2 separate regions of the Drosophila melanogaster genome follow, and region 2 is linked to region 1. The links are chromatin contacts, called in public Hi-C maps. All regions are on one chromosome and are shown on one strand. Each heading gives the region's core, a stretch centred on a gene start, on an enhancer-like site or on the middle of the called end of the contact. The rest is flanking DNA. Distances are from core to core; before and after follow the strand shown.

Region 1 (7,624 bases), core at 2,693-5,192:
ATTGCTTTCGTTGGGCGGAACAATTTTAATGTCAACCGAGATGAGCGCTGTGGAGTCCTCATCGTCGCAGAATTCTGTGGATCTATCTCCTAAAAATGTACATAATGAAATATATTATTAGAAATTACCTTAAAGCATGGCTAATAAATTGCAAACTGGGATTGTTAGTATGCAGTTAGCGCGCAATAGAAATAAAAAACGTTTCCTCTCCTCACATAGTACATACCCATTTTAATATTTTGAACTGCTTTTGTGATCATGTGCGGACTAGTAGCCCTATCAAAAAAATTTGGCGATCCAGGCGAAGTGGGCGAAACAATTGCGCTATGTTTAAGGCTGCCAGATAAACTATCCATTCTATAAAATGCATAAATGTTTCGAAACCATTAAAAATTTAACACTTAAATGTGCAAGGCACAAACAACACATGCATACAGACAAAAAATATTCAATTTTCATAATTGTTTCTTAAAAAAAAAAGTAAATAAAGATCTTTATCAAGTTAAGTGGCAAAAATAAAAGCATTCTATCAAGCATTTCGCATGTATTTTCAAGGATGTACACATACCCAACATGACGATGACTAGCCACCAAAAGTTCAAAATCGGGACCGAAAGACTGAATGGCATCTACGAGGAGTAATCCGTGAACCGACATGGAAATATTCGTCTCATGCGGTTCTTTTGTTAAGCCAGCTCGTGCCCCAATAATTTGAAGCTCGGCAATGCTCCTTTCTGTCGATTGCATCTCGATCACCAGTTGATCCATTACAAACTCTATGACAACTCGGCTCCTATCGTCTTCCGCAAGGTTTTTGATTCTCTCGCTTGCGTAAATCGTGTTACCGCCTCTGTAAATGTTTTCCATTTCCTTTGAAGCCTTTATAATGGGTTTCATAATGTTGCAACAATTGTTTATGAGTTCCTCGTTGCCGTGTATTAATATTGTTGGGCAGGTGCCGAAGAGCATAAACGAGGGATACTCCGGATCGACGGTGAAGATATTCCTTTGCTCGAGTGTGAGGTTTATATTAAATTTATCAATCAGATGGAAATTCGACGATGTTTTCAAGCACGCTTGCCATCGTTCTTCGTATTTACAAACCAGAACTTGAAGGTTTGTAAAGTTGATCAAATATTTATCGTAAATCTTATTGTGCAAAACGTACTCTAGTTGAACGTTTTTGTTCAGAAAGCTTTCCGTTTTTGGATTTTCAAGCAGCGTCGGAGATTCCGAACCACTTTTTTCCGATGCAGGCGGAGTTGAACATGGAGTCAAATAGGTTTCATCGTCATCGCTTGTGTTTTCAGTAACAGCCGACTCTATCACAGGTATAACTCTCTTAACCTCCATTTTCCTCATTTCGAGTTTTCCGAAATCGAGCAAAACCATCAACGAATTGCTAACTTTGTAGTTTTCCAAAAATATTATGCGTGGCGCGAAAATTTCAATTTCGAACATCCAAATTTTTCGATTTACCTAAGGAATAACAAGAGTGTTAGCGTTTGTTATGAAAGTTTTAAATGATTGACTCACCTCATTTCCACTAAACATTTCATTCCAGTTCTTCATAAAGTCAGTTTTCTTCGCGACTCTATTGCGCGGTGAGTATTTAAAGGAATTCGAATCGGCCAGAAAATCTAAAAGCCACTGGATCGCATCCTCATTATAGATAAGATCTAGACCTTTTGATTTAATGTTCAGCTGAAAGCGTAAATGATTGCAATTTTCGTATTGTAATTGAAACAGGATATCCTCCTGGAGAGCAGCATTCTTTACTAGTTGATTTGGTGTGGCTGTATTCCCTGTTTGTGGCTTAATTAAGTAATTGTGCATCGTATCACTACTGGTTTTGTCTATTAGGTATACTTCTTGTAAGGATATGCCCACAGTGTAAGAAGTTAACTGTGGGCTCAACTGGAGGTAGGCGGAGAAGTTGTTGAATTGCATTTCCATAGACTTGTTCCTGCCATCATTTAATTTATCTTCGGTCTGCAGGATTACCAGTCCTTTGAGAAGCTTGATTGAAAAGTGTCCGAAGACAGCATCGCTTTTTAAGTCGGAAGAGTTCTGAAGTGAGTTCTCCAACGCAACGAGAATATCATCTTCCAAATGTTTCAGCGATTCATCCTGTTCATTATTTGGGGTACTGGGACTGTTCGCATACCAACCCATCCAGTTTGGAAACCAATGAAAGAGCATATTCTTGCCCTGCTCGTTCTGTGATTCAAAGGCGAAACCTTTCGTAAACACTTTTTCAAAGCATATCCTTCTCATTATGGTTAAATCCGATATCTTTCTATCGCTCTCGATGTAGGCTTTAAACTCCTTATCTGCAGCGGATAGATTTTCGTTGGGATTTAATATAATTGATTTGTAGAGCAGCATGTAACGAAGATTTTCCTTGAGCATTAACCACTTTTCCTCATTTTTCTTAAAGTCAAATCCATGGCATATGGTGGCGTATTTCCACCATGCGATTGGATTACTTTCTACGGTGCATGTGGGTCGCTTTAGCCTGTATTGTCGAACTTCCTTAACCTGACGGATTTCTGACAGCTTATCTAACATTTGCAGTCGCTGGACCTGGAAATATTAAAATAATTTATTAAAACAAATAATAAGCATATCAAATATGGTGATAACAACTGCGTCATGGGAAGTACAACTGTGTTTATTGGGGTACAAGTTCATTTTGGGGCTTGGTTAGATAGAAATAAGCAAATTTGTTGGTGATTGATATTGAACCAATATTATTCATTCACGAATAAAATGTATTGTTTGATAATCGCTTAAAAAGCAATCGAAATATGTACCTAATTCTGATGAACTTTGGACCTCAGTAAATTACGTCTCATTTAAGTGTTATTTGTGGCTTCAAGTTGGGCTTAGTTACCTTAGATATGTCTATGACCACCTCGGGAACCAGGAGTTCACAGGAAACCCTGGGTTTGTCTTTGGTACGTATCACCTGCTGGCATTTATCGCGCTTCCACCTGGCCGTTGCACAAATGGGCTTGATGATGAAATTGTGGGACCTCAGTTCGCAGGTGGAGTGCATTTTTTCGAGAATCTCCTGGTTAGAGTACGACTGACATTTGATGTCCTCGTGCAACAAATCCCAGTAGACCGAGAGCTCTTTGAGCTCCACCAGCTTGTAGTTCATTTCGTTGTTGTTCATTTTGTAGGACCCATTGGTCCAATCACAGTCGCAGCTCTGGGCGGTCAGAGATCCAATCTTGATGCCCGTGCATATCTTGCTCTTGCCGGTGTCCACGATGTCCTCGAACCGAAAGTGCACATCGGATATCTTGAGTTCAATGTTGTCAATGATGTTGGTGGCCATGTTGGTGCCATACTTCAGCCAGTTATTGTAGGATGAGAAGTAGTAAGACTCCATTTGTTTGCCCTTTTCGGAACGCCAGCCTGCTTCTGCGGTGTCCAGCACGGCCAGCTTATACTCCAAATCCTGCAACTTCTCCTTCTCGTAGTCCCAGTTGTCCAGGTTCTTCGGACAGATGATGCAGAACAGGCCCTCGATGGAGATGCACCATGGCGATGTCCTGAACTGGCGGACCGGAATCTGGAGTTTGATTTTACGGATACTGCCGGCGGTGACTTCGACCGGCAAATTGAACGAGCGGAGGGCATCTTTGCGTATGGGTATGTTCTCGAGCTCAACTTCGCCTGCGGGAAAATATATTGTTTATGCGATGCGGAATAAAGATAAACAATTATATCACAGTACCCGAGAGCAGTGCCACCGACAATTGGGCGGAATTCAAGTTCTCCAGATACTTTCCCAGATACGTGTTCAGCACCCACGTTATGAGGTCTCGCAACATGCTTGTTTATTAACCACTGACGCTAATCCTATTAAATATTTGTTTTTAATTCATGCCCTAAAACCACAACTATAAACATATGATTGGGGACTATCTACACCGCATAAATATTGCCGAGTCACAAATGGAACAAGTGGAATCGGAACAGGTTGTGGGATTGGATTGTAGTTGAATAAACAAGTGGTTTCTTTGGTTTATTTATTTCATAAATAATTTAAATGGGAAGTAGTTAATAAGATAATATATATCAGTCCTAATTTCGGGTGTTGCTTAAGTTTGAAATATATGTAAATGATGTTTTGCCGATGTAGCTATCAATCAGATTGGTATCGGATATCGGTCTTGTGCGATATTCTTGAAATTCCATCACTAATTATTGTTAAAAACAAAAATTTTATTGTGATTGCTACAGAGTCTATTTCCCAAAATGACCGATCCAAACGTGCCAAGAGGAGCCCTAAGCTTGCAGGCAAGTAATTTGGGTAGAGTATCTAGTGAACTTCAATAAAATGTATATTTTTCTTAGAATGTTCTGAAATATACGGTGCAACACCACGATCCAAATCCAGAAGCAGCCCCAAAGTTGGAAACTCCCGATCCTGAGGTATGTAAACAGCTCAAATTGAGAGAATTTTACAAATATTTAGAATAGTTATTGTGTTAGGCTTTAAAACACCTCAAGTAGTTATACTTTCTGAATAATTCACAAGTGTGTCCTAAGCAGTGAGTCAATCGAATCATCTAGAACCTATGTATTTGGCCATGTGCTCCTCCAAATGGAACTTCTATTGAAAGCCAAATTTGTTTGGAAATTACTTTTCTGGCACTTTGTACAGTAGTATGAAAGCTCTTTTTGATATAACAAAGTATAACATTAGTTATTGACTAGTTACTTGGAGCTACAATATATAAAATATTTTATTTTTCAGAGAGCTCAGTTTTTGGCAAATGCCCTAAATGCCATGACAGTGGATGCTGCAGCGGCCCTGAAAGCAGCTTTGGTGATCTTGAACAGCGAAGAATCCAGCACGGACGACCAAATCGAGAGTCTGGATGTCATAAGGAGCCACATCGATGACATCGACAATGCCATAACGCTGGTGAAGCTAGGAGGAACTGCAACTCTACTCCGCTACATAACACATTCGGATAGCGAAGTGCGAGAATCGGCACTCAATACTGTCGCTGAAGTGGCCCAGAATAATGTATTTTGTCAGAACGCCCTCATAAACGATAAGTTTTTGCCTGCACTTGCAAAGAACTTGAGCCATTCGAATCCGAATACCGTGCGGTGCTCCTTGTATGCGATATCATCGCTGATAAGGAACTTTCAGCCTGGATACGACGAGTTTAAGCGCATAAAGGGGATCAGGTCCTTGATACCCTGTCTGAAATCCACAAATACAAATGTCTACGTGAAGACTGCTTTTCTAATTGCATCGTTAACTTCAATCGAGAAGTCTGTCAGAGGTAAATTGAAGTAGTAATTATAACCCAGTGTTTGAAATCCTAATTATTTGTATTCCCATCAGATGATTTTGTGAAGGAAGAAGTGTTTCCTGTGCTAGTGGAAAACCTTAAGCCCGTTGATGACTTTGATATCAAACAAGAAACTACGCTTTTTGCACTTTCATCTCTTTCGCGGGAATCGGAGTTAAAACTCTCTACGGAAAAACGAGAGGAAATCCTATCGAAGCTTCAACAAATTATTTCCAAAAACAAACAGTCGGAAACGTGTGAAGTAAGATTATTTTATATATCTATTGTTATGTATCAAATTTCATACCTACTTTATTTACAGGACATGGTTAATTATGCAAGAAATATTTTTGACAACTTAAGTGCACATTAAAAACAAATCGATTTTTCACGTAAATGTTAAGTTAAATAAAATGGGCTTTGAAAGTATCTCTAGTTCACAAATCTTTCGAAGAAACACATTCCTGTGTTTATAATCTTGTAAAAATTTATTAATTTCAATGCGTCAGTTATGTTGGCAATGTGTCAAAGTCGTCACCAACTGAAACGATCGGAACGTGCTCCAAATTAACTTCAATCGGGTTGTCACATAGCCTATTTCGTTTTGCAAATATATTCCAATCCATCACCTGCACGGCGTGCAGACTTTCCGCCTCGTTATGATGCCGCAACACCATGGACTCCTTCAAAGGTAACAACAATTAAGATTTACAACGAAAAATATTTTGTTTAGGGTCAGCATACCTTAATTTTCTCCCACTTGTCATCAACATCTTGCAGCCAGCTGAGGAGCAAACGTCCATTAAAGCGGCAACGAGCACTCTTTTCCTTTTCATCCTGCTCCGGTGTGATCATGTTGTAGACCTCGTCGTCCTTCAAATACGTGCAAACGGAATAGGGCGCCGGCTGTCCAGATATGCTCCTGGCCGCCTTCGAGTGAACGCGTATTATCTCCTGCTCAACGTTCATGCATAGTTTCTCCCGCTCCACGGTGTGCGCTTCGATCAGATCTCGCCTGGCCTTCTCCTGATCCTGATAGATCCTCTCCATGGCCTGCGGAACAGTGCGTGGAATATCCGGAACTGAGATCGTCGCATTGCGTCTTAATAAGTAGGATTTCTTTGTCAGCAGATACTCGTTGTAACCTTGCGGAGGTCTTGGCTTCACCGGATACAAGCTCTTCCACTTCTTTTCGATCTGACGACGGATGCTCAAGAACATCTGGAAGCCATTGGTGAAGGGATGGTCATGGGGGTGAGATTCTTCGGAGTTGACACCGGAATCCGCCGCATTTGAGTTCTTCGAACTGTCGTCGGTGTTTTTCGGTCGAATCTTTCGCTTCCGTGGATGGAGTTCCACGTTCGAGGGATTTATGTCCTTGGACGAGGATGTCGACGACGTCGACGGGCTTGGAACATTGGTGATTGCCTCCTGGTCAAACTGGTGGCCCTGCGGGATCGGACTAGATGTCATGTTGCTATAGGAGAGCTTCACATCTGCAGGATCGTTGGCATGATTCGATGACGCTGGCGATGGAGAGCTGCTCTGCATTTGCGGGGAGGAGTTATTGGAACTGCGCTCCACACTGGTCACTCCAGTGCGATGAGAGCTTCGCAGGACCCTCAGGTTCTTTTCGTCATTGAAGAGCTTTATATTCTTGTCATCGAGGGCTGTGGAGCAAATGCTATTGCTCTTCTGTGGACTTTCGTGCGGGCTAATAGATTGATTGGTTATGACGGTGTCAATGGAATCGCTATTGGAGCTGACCACATACGGCAGGGCGGCATTGCGAGAGGCAGTCACCTTGCCAGTTCGAAGCACATTGCCCTCAGTGTCGATTGAGCAGTTCTGCTGCGGAATCACAATTTTTAATGGCGGCACTTTGAGTCCTCCGTTGTATAGGCTGTCGTTACTCTTGTAATCATCGCTGCACTCCGTTTCGTTCTCAATATCTACATTCTTACTAGTCTCCGCCGGCTCCTTTTCGGCATTGGAAGCGCTGCTTTTGTTTCCTGACGGGGATCCCTTCGTTGCAGCTAGCTTGGAGCTTTTCTCCACGCGCGATGTGAGCTTCAGGGAGGCCCCCTTCACGTCCTTTCCATGCTCCGAATCCTTGCGCTTCTTTTTCTTTACGTCCTCGCCAGATTCCTCGTAGTCCTCCTCTATGTCTGAGTAGCAGCGCTTGGCAGCCGAAGTTCCCTGATGATTCGTATCGCTGGATTTACCATCGTTGCTGCTCTCCTCCGCTGAAGATTTGTCTTTCGTGTCCAGGACCTCTTGCTTCTCATTCAGGCTGCCCT
Region 2 (7,624 bases), core at 2,926-5,425, 59 kb before region 1:
CCGAAGATTTCACATTTTGCAATTCGCTTGCAGTGGTATTATCTACTGGGTTTGGGAAGTTATTGTGTATATTAGTGTCCTCCAGAGCTGAGTCTCCCACTTGTAAGTCCACCAATGGTGTACTCAATGATGTTACACTGCTTTGCATTTTTACTGCGTTCGGGCTAATCCTCAGTACATTTGTACTGTCGCTGCTTATATCCAAAGTAGCATGCAATATATTCATATCGTCCATTTTAACAATCTTTCCGATGGGTAGCTCCTCCTCCTCGGGTTGCGTAACCGATGAACTAGCAAACGAACATCCTCCAAATCCAAATAGAGCACTCAATCTTTGCTCTTCCGGTGAAAGATCCATAAAGCTGCTTTCATCGAGCGGATTTTCAGCGGTCAATTGAGCTATGAAATCTACAGCGGATTGGATTTTATGCTCTGGTGATGTGGCCGCAGAAGAACTCGATTGTTCTTGACTCACTGCTGATGTGTCCGCTTGAGAATGCATATCACCTATTTCTGTGTTCGGTTCCCTATTCAATTTGGATATTAAAGGAACAGATTGAACCAAGTCGGCGTTCATATCTTTAGGTATGTTTTCTGGTTCAGGCAAATCAACCAGGTTCGATTCTGTGGTAACCTCAGCAGTTAAATGCCCTCTTTCCGAAGTTATAGGAATATATACAGGAGTACTTGATCCAAGTGCATTCACCTCTGGATAATTGATTGGTTCATTAAAGGACTTAAGAGGGCTTGACTCGGTAGTCGGATCAGGAGTTGAGGGAATATATACAGGAAAATCAATTGGGTTAGCAACTGCCATAACTCCTTCCGTTTCTAAATTGGAAACTAATTCTAGTTCCACGGAATTAGAAGTGGCCTGATTTGGTTCAGACGAATAACGATTTCCAGGTGTTGTAGGCACTGATGTGGGAAAGTCTATTGCCTTGTCTTCAGTAGACTCATTCGATTCAATAATTGTTTGTTTTGTTGATTCTACAGGTAATGGATTTGAACGAATACTTGAGCCAGCTGAAAAGTCTGTTGCTTTATTTGGCTTTGGATTATACAAAGGAGCAATATTTCCTTTCAGAGTTGGTGATGAAAAGGGCGACGTTCGTTTTGGTTGAAGTATTGTGTTAATAGTGAAATGAGTATCCATTGTGGAAATAACATCCTTTGAATTAAGTGTTTTCATAGCTTGAGGTTGTTTCACCTGATCCGCCTGATTACGAATCTCTTTGGCCATCTCGGCCAGTTTTTCCCGTGAAACCTTAAACTTATTGGCGTTCATAATAACCTTGCCCTTGATCACTTTAGATTGGATATTTGGTGTTGCAGCGCTATCCGGAGAATTTGTAGCTTCCACCGGAGCATTGGGCAGCCGAAGCCCACTCAAATCGATTTTCTCGTTGGGTGCCAACACCTTATGCTCCAGCACAATTAGCGGCGGTGTTGGACTCCTATGAAGTTGTGTGGGAACCGTAGGAGCTGCTCGAGCTATAGGAACCTCTGGAGGTGGATATGGTTGGCTAAAAACATTCGTAGTTTGCTGTACTGGAATCCTCTGTGGACTTGGGGAAACTTGATGCACTGTCCCGTGCGGGTTCACTAAGGGACTGTCACTCGATACGCACATGGCTCGATGTTTGGGCAGCTGATTTACCAAATTGAGCAAAAGTGGCGGCTGCTTTTGTCGGACAGTCAAGTCCGCCTTGGCAATGGACATGGAAGAGGCTGCCGGAGCTGGGGAAATCCCGCCACTGCGAGGAGCTGTTTCGTGGCAAACAGGTGGTGGCATCTTAGGCGCTGCTTTGGAAGTTGTGGGCTTCTGCTGAGCCTGCGTGTTCGTGATTAAGCTCTTGTTTAGTATTCTGTTCTTTAATAGCGCCTTCACTTGTTTGGAACGGTCACCATCCGTTGGATTTGGAGTCGGCTGGATGGGCACTATCTTCTCGATGTGTTCCGAGATCATAAAACGCTTTACTAGAGGCTGAGGTGCTAAAAATTATAAAAGTGAAACATAATTAATAAAGGAAACTATAAGCAGAAGAACTTAGGAGCAAAGTTAAAGGAGCACAGTTTTAAAGCGAAATAAGCCATCTTATACATAAAAGATGCAATTCATTGTTAAAGCAAACATTAAATAAAACCATATAGAGCATGTATTAGCAAAAACAATCGCACACACAAACGGCAGTTTGACCGCAATGGGATTTGAACCCGGGCCAAAAAGGGAATTATGTTGCCTCGCATCGACGCTTCGTCCCTAACCTCATTTTGAGCGCGCACTTGACGATTGAACCACCGAAAGAGTACGAATTGTTGTGGCACGAGTGGGTCTTGAATCTAGTTTGCCAGACGAGTAGTCAAAAAAAATATTTACCCTTTCAAGGGTATCATATTTATGAATTAAGCTCATTATCCCTATTTTACAATTAAGTGTAAAATTTTATTTGCTTTTGACCAATTAAATTTTCATAATTTATGGCTTTACGTAGTTAGTACTCTATCACACAACAACAAAAATTAAATGATTATTGATTAAACTCATTATTCAATTGTTAAAATTTAAAAAAAAGTTTTCGTTAAAAACTTTTTGTGTTACATTTAACAACAACGACAAAAATATTGAAGTGTTCTAGTATTAGCAGTATATTTCATCTCATTTCAAAGAAAAGTACCAACTAATCTAAATGTCCCGAATTAATTTTTTTTTGGTTTTTTAAATTTATTTATTAAAAGAATATTAAAATATACATAAAATATCCTTGTAAAACATGTGATTCTCTTGGCTTATTAAAATATCGATCGTTTTAAATAATTAAATACCAAATTATGTTATTCAATATAAATTTTATTGGCAGTATGTTTTGGAAATAATAACGTCCTGTTTGACAAGTGAACATATTGTAGATGTTCAGATACAGATACAGATGGTTAGCCATCCTAATATTTCTAACCTATAGACCTGAATTTTTAACAAAAATAGACTTTTTTAAACTAAAAAAAATTATTTTAGGTTGCCATTCGAAATACGTAAAAAATAAAATATATCGAGATACACGAAAAGAAAGTGAAGGCGCCGCACTCACTGCGAGACGAACTCAGAACAATTAATACAAAAACTAACTCTTTGACAATCTGTCGGCGTCTCAATCAGTTGCACCATCGTTTTGGTTTTCGGTACTGTGCCCAAAACTCGTAGAAGCATTTAGACGATTTTCGTATCACTTGGTACAAAACCCCTGGGTTTGTAACGGTTTTTTGGGCGATGCACAGCTTAAAGCAAATATATATATATACAAGTATGCATTACCAGGCTGACGCAATTGTTGTTGTGGCGACTGCAATTTGCTCTCTGGCGCAGTTGGCGTCGACTGCGCTGCGGCAGAGGTGGAAAGACTGGTGGACGATGGGGCGTCCACCCTCTTGGCATCCAGCTTCTGCTTCCTAAGCACCTCGGCCAGCTGCCTATCGAGTCCAGCCTCCTTGAGCTTGTTGAAATCCAGCTGAATCTTCTTAATTATTCGCTTGGGCGGAGCTGCAGCAGTTTTGGTGGCGTGTGGAGGAGGGGCGCTGGTGGGATTACCGGGCTTCGGTTGATTAGAAGTGGTGGTCATTGGCGCCGGTGGACCCATGATGACCTGTTTGCTGGAGTTGTCCATTTCGCGGTTACTTTAAAAATCGCATAAGACACTGGCACTGTTTATTCCACGAAAATGACGACAGAAATCGAAATTCTTAAACACTCGTTGCTTCGATTTTTCTCAAGTCCGACGTAATCCACGCAGTGACATTTAAATAAAACACGCTTTTCGAGGCCTAGTACTTGTCACCAACACTAGTTTACTTTAGTTTAGATCGCTGTCTAGACATTTTTCACTTTTTAAATTCTAAAAAAGATCAAGCATGTGCAGCTCGAATTAATAGTGTGACCGCTTTGAAAAAGTAAAATATTCTCAAAGCTTCGGAACGAAAATATACCAAAATATTATATGTAATTCTTTAAAAAAACATCGCAAAAGGAATATATAAGTTATTTTATGTATATTACAGTTTGCAAAAATTTGACTATCATTAAGAATTTTAATGGATTTATGAAACATTCTATTATTTATTTAATACTTTAATCCTGCACACGAACTATCGATTGACTCTGATAAACTACCACCCCTAACCGAATTGGCGTTTCTTGACAACCCTGTTCTGTACAACAAATTTTCATGAAATTTTACCAACGCAAAACGTTTTTCCTTCGTGCGGTTGAAAACTAAAATAAAGTTTACAAAATGGACTTCCAAAACCGCGCCGGCGGCAAGACCGGCAGCGGAGGCGTAGCCTCCTGGTCGGAGACGAACCGCGACCGCAAGGAGCGACTGCGTCAACTGGCCCTGGAGACAATCGATCTGAACAAGGATCCGTACTTCATGAAGAACCATCTGGGCTCCTACGAGTGCAAACTCTGCCTGACGCTGCACAACAACGAGGGCAGCTATTTGGCCCACACGCAGGGCAAGAAGCATCAGGATAATCTGGCAAGAAGAGCCGCCAAGGAGGCAAAGGAGGCACCCTCTTCGCTGCTGGCGCCCGAGAAGCCCCGCGTGGAACCGAAGAAGTTCGTCAAGATTGGACGACCCGGCTACCGGGTGACCAAGCAGCGTGAACTCAGCAACGGCCAGCAGTCGTTGCTCTTTCAGGTGGACTACCCGGAAATCACGGAGTCCATTGTTCCGCGTCACCGCTTCATGTCCGCCTACGAGCAAAAGATCGAGCCGCCAGACCGCAAGTGGCAGTACCTTCTCTTTGCCGCCGAGCCGTACGAGACCATAGGGTTCAAGGTGCCGTCCCGCGAAGTGGAGAAGAGTGAGGGCAAGTTCTGGACGCACTGGAACCGTGACACCAAGCAGTTCTTCCTTCAGTTCGCCTTCAAGTTCGAACCTAAGATCCTGCCGCCACCGCCGCCGAATCTACATAGGGCACTAGGCCCCCCAGGCGGATTCCCCATGCCGGGACCGCCACGTCCTGCTATGCATCCCATGTTCAATGGCGTTCATCCACCGCCACCCATGCTTTCAAACAACTAATTCATCGACAATGTTTACGGGATTTCTCCAAACGCAAGCCGATTACCACAGAAATATTCAAATAATAAACAATTTTCTACTTAATACAACTCGAGGGTTTTTGTATTTGTGTTTCTAGCTTAATAAATTGAAAAAATATTGCTGGTTTTCTTTGTAGCTGTACGACTTACAAATCGATCGCGTTTAAGGTAATTATCTTGGATTCTATAATTTCTGCTTAAATTAGGTAATGTACAACTTATTAATACACACTTGGCTGGCCATCTCCGTTCGTCAATTACTTTTAGATCTTTTCGCGCTTCTTGAAATTCCTTTTCGAAGCGCAGCGGGTGATTATATTAGAAACGTGTGGCTTATGCTCGAAGATCTTCATTAACTGATTCTGTGCCTCGTTGATGCCATCGGTAATAATCTTGCTGCGTTGAATGTTTCCCTGCAAAGTAAATTGGTTTTATGTTGAGATTCAAGCATAATGGATATAAGTATAAGAGCGCACCTTTAGCAGTTCAGTGACTCGCTCAATTTCGCTGTGCTTCTCCTTGTCCTTTTCGAGATCCTGCAGCATGGTCTCCAGCCTGCCCAGACTAAAGACTTCCGATTCATTCTGTAAGAAATCAGTTCAGTCAAAGTAGCCTACCAATACTTTCGTGCCCATTGCTTACCAAGTCCTCCATTTGCGAGCGTAAATGATAAATTTTCCATCCATTGATTTTGCCCTGCACATTTGGCTGATTGGCCAGATCAATGACTGTGGCCCGCCGCTCCTCCCTTGGCTTAACATCAGTGTACCGATGAAAATGATTGTTGGCCAACTTATGTGTGGGCTTATACGTCTGTAGATCAACGGAATCATTTGTTAACTACCACAAAATGAACTGAACCTTCAACTTACATTGAGCAAAGCACAATTGCGCGGACGACGAATCACAAAGTCGACGGGATTTGCGTTCTCCTTGTTGCCCGCCACAGCAGGTGTACTGTTCCGGTGGTTGGCATCGCCTGGCGCACTGTTGGGAGCAACACCCGGGGTCGCTGCTGTCACCAGTAGTCCTCCATTGTTGTGCTTCTGCATGTACGAAGCGCCAGCCGGCGGCGTTGGCTCCGAACTTGGAGGTGGCAGCGATAAGGATGCTTGACTCTGCGTAGAGTGCTGGCTGTCATTGCTGGCAAATACATTATCAGATTATCAACATGCATCATTTGATACAACCACTCAAATAACTCACGTCGATCGTCGCGGCTTTTTCCTAGAGGAGCAGTCATAACTGGAGCTGGAGCTATTACCAGTACCATTCATACGCGTTCCTTGTTGCATCTGCGTCGATCCCACCAAATGAGGCACCTGCTGAGGCTGCTGTTGCTGCGGCGTTGGTGCTTGCACATCCACAAAGGCACTGCTACCACTGCGGGCTCCCAGTGAGGAGTGACCAAGGTTCTGCTGAATCGATTGGTGTGATGAGTACATCTTTTGAAGAACAAATATTAAAGCCATACTTAAGCATATATTGATTGTTGTGTACACACCTCATTAATGGGATTAAAATGCGTGGAATTATCGCGCCCACCAGCGCCTCCCGTGGCTGGCTGATCGCCAATCCTGTCCTGTAATTGCTGATCCACACCAGGTGAGGAATTCGCCGACACTGTAGTTGAGCCGTCCGACGAAGCCGGCGAGTCCGCCCTCGAATTTCTCGTTGAGTTCACGGGGCCAACTGTGGCAGGCACACTAGCGGCGCTACTTGCTACACCATGGGTGACTCGCTCCCGTTCCTTCTTGGCCAGCGCCTCTACGGTCAGCCCAGAGCCAACTGATTGAGGCACTGTCACGGACACCGGCTGAATGTTGAACGTGGTGCCCGGAGCCGGTGGCATGTTTTGTCCACTGTTATTGCTAGCCATTGAAAGCAAAGTGGGTCCTAGATTTTTAGCCGCCCGTATTGGCGAACCTTCCGCATCCCGCTTGCGCATAAAGCTGGACACCAGTGCTCCACTTGCAGTTGCTTGTTGCGGATTGCCCGCTCCCGTGGTCACCTTAACGGACGTATGCAGCGGAATAACCATGTGCTGCGGCGGCGCACTATTTGGTCCTGCTGGTATTATCAATTGCTGGTGGCCAATGGTTCGGGTGGCTGTTCCACCAGCCCCCGACGGCAACACCGTAAAAGTAGCCTGCGATCCGCCGCCACCTGATCCCGCTCCGGCAGTCGCGTGACTTGCAAAGGGTAACGAAGATACCGACAAGCTGCCACCGGCGCTGCTAACCAATTGTGCCTGCGCCTGGGTGCTCTGCGTCACTGTTGTCGTAGTCAATGATAGAACGCCTGTGGAGGCGGAGGCTGGCATAGATTCGTAGTAGATTGTGGCAGCACTTCCCTTCTCATCGATCTGTATAACGATTTAGTTTTAATAGTTAATTGAAGCATCATATATGTAGATAGTTGAAACCTACCTTCATCAACTGGCTCTGTGAAGCAACTACAGGATTCCAGGTGCGTTGAAAGCCCGTCACTGTTGCCCCGCTTGTGCTGGAACCATCTGCTCCA

The links. A called contact is a pair of places that touch in the nucleus more often than the background predicts.
Region 2: a Hi-C map of the OSC cell line shows a contact between it and region 1, with 4 times the contacts expected there. The contact joins the promoter of Sf3a2 here to the promoter of Vps13D in region 1. A contact is called at or near these places in 22 of 107 Hi-C or Micro-C datasets (the Clone 8 cell line, the D17-c3 cell line, the Kc167 cell line and 9 more) and 2 of 6 datasets of contacts at active chromatin or transcription factors (both in the Kc167 cell line).

What each region holds. Positions count from the first base shown.
Region 1 is chr3L:12,751,367-12,758,990 of dm6, reverse strand. It overlaps Vps13D (Vacuolar protein sorting 13D), which reads right to left and starts at 3,942. Exons shown (of 19, transcript NM_168512.4): 1 at 3,749-3,942; 2 at 2,897-3,687; 3 at 1,537-2,586; 4 at 569-1,479; 5 at 227-357; 6 at 1-89. The coding sequence starts at 3,845. CG10973 reads left to right here and starts at 4,217. Exons shown (of 5, transcript NM_001038913.2): 1 at 4,217-4,314; 2 at 4,372-4,449; 3 at 4,775-5,315; 4 at 5,378-5,586; 5 at 5,647-5,752. The coding sequence starts at 4,273. The coding sequence ends at 5,697. It overlaps CG10984, which reads right to left. Exons shown (of 4, transcript NM_168511.1): 3 at 6,069-7,624; 4 at 5,589-6,007. The coding sequence ends at 5,834.
Region 2 is chr3L:12,810,570-12,818,193 of dm6, reverse strand. Sf3a2 (Splicing factor 3a subunit 2) reads left to right here and starts at 4,175. Exons shown (of 1, transcript NM_140346.2): 1 at 4,175-5,166. The coding sequence starts at 4,287. The coding sequence ends at 5,081. Sap130 (Sin3A-associated protein 130) reads right to left here. Exons shown (of 11, transcript NM_168518.3): 5 at 7,531-7,624; 6 at 6,606-7,466; 7 at 6,308-6,546; 8 at 5,974-6,244; 9 at 5,744-5,914; 10 at 5,578-5,685; 11 at 5,158-5,514. The coding sequence ends at 5,365. It overlaps CG42588, which reads right to left and starts at 3,940. Exons shown (of 10, transcript NM_140347.4): 1 at 3,314-3,940; 2 at 1-1,995. The coding sequence starts at 3,662.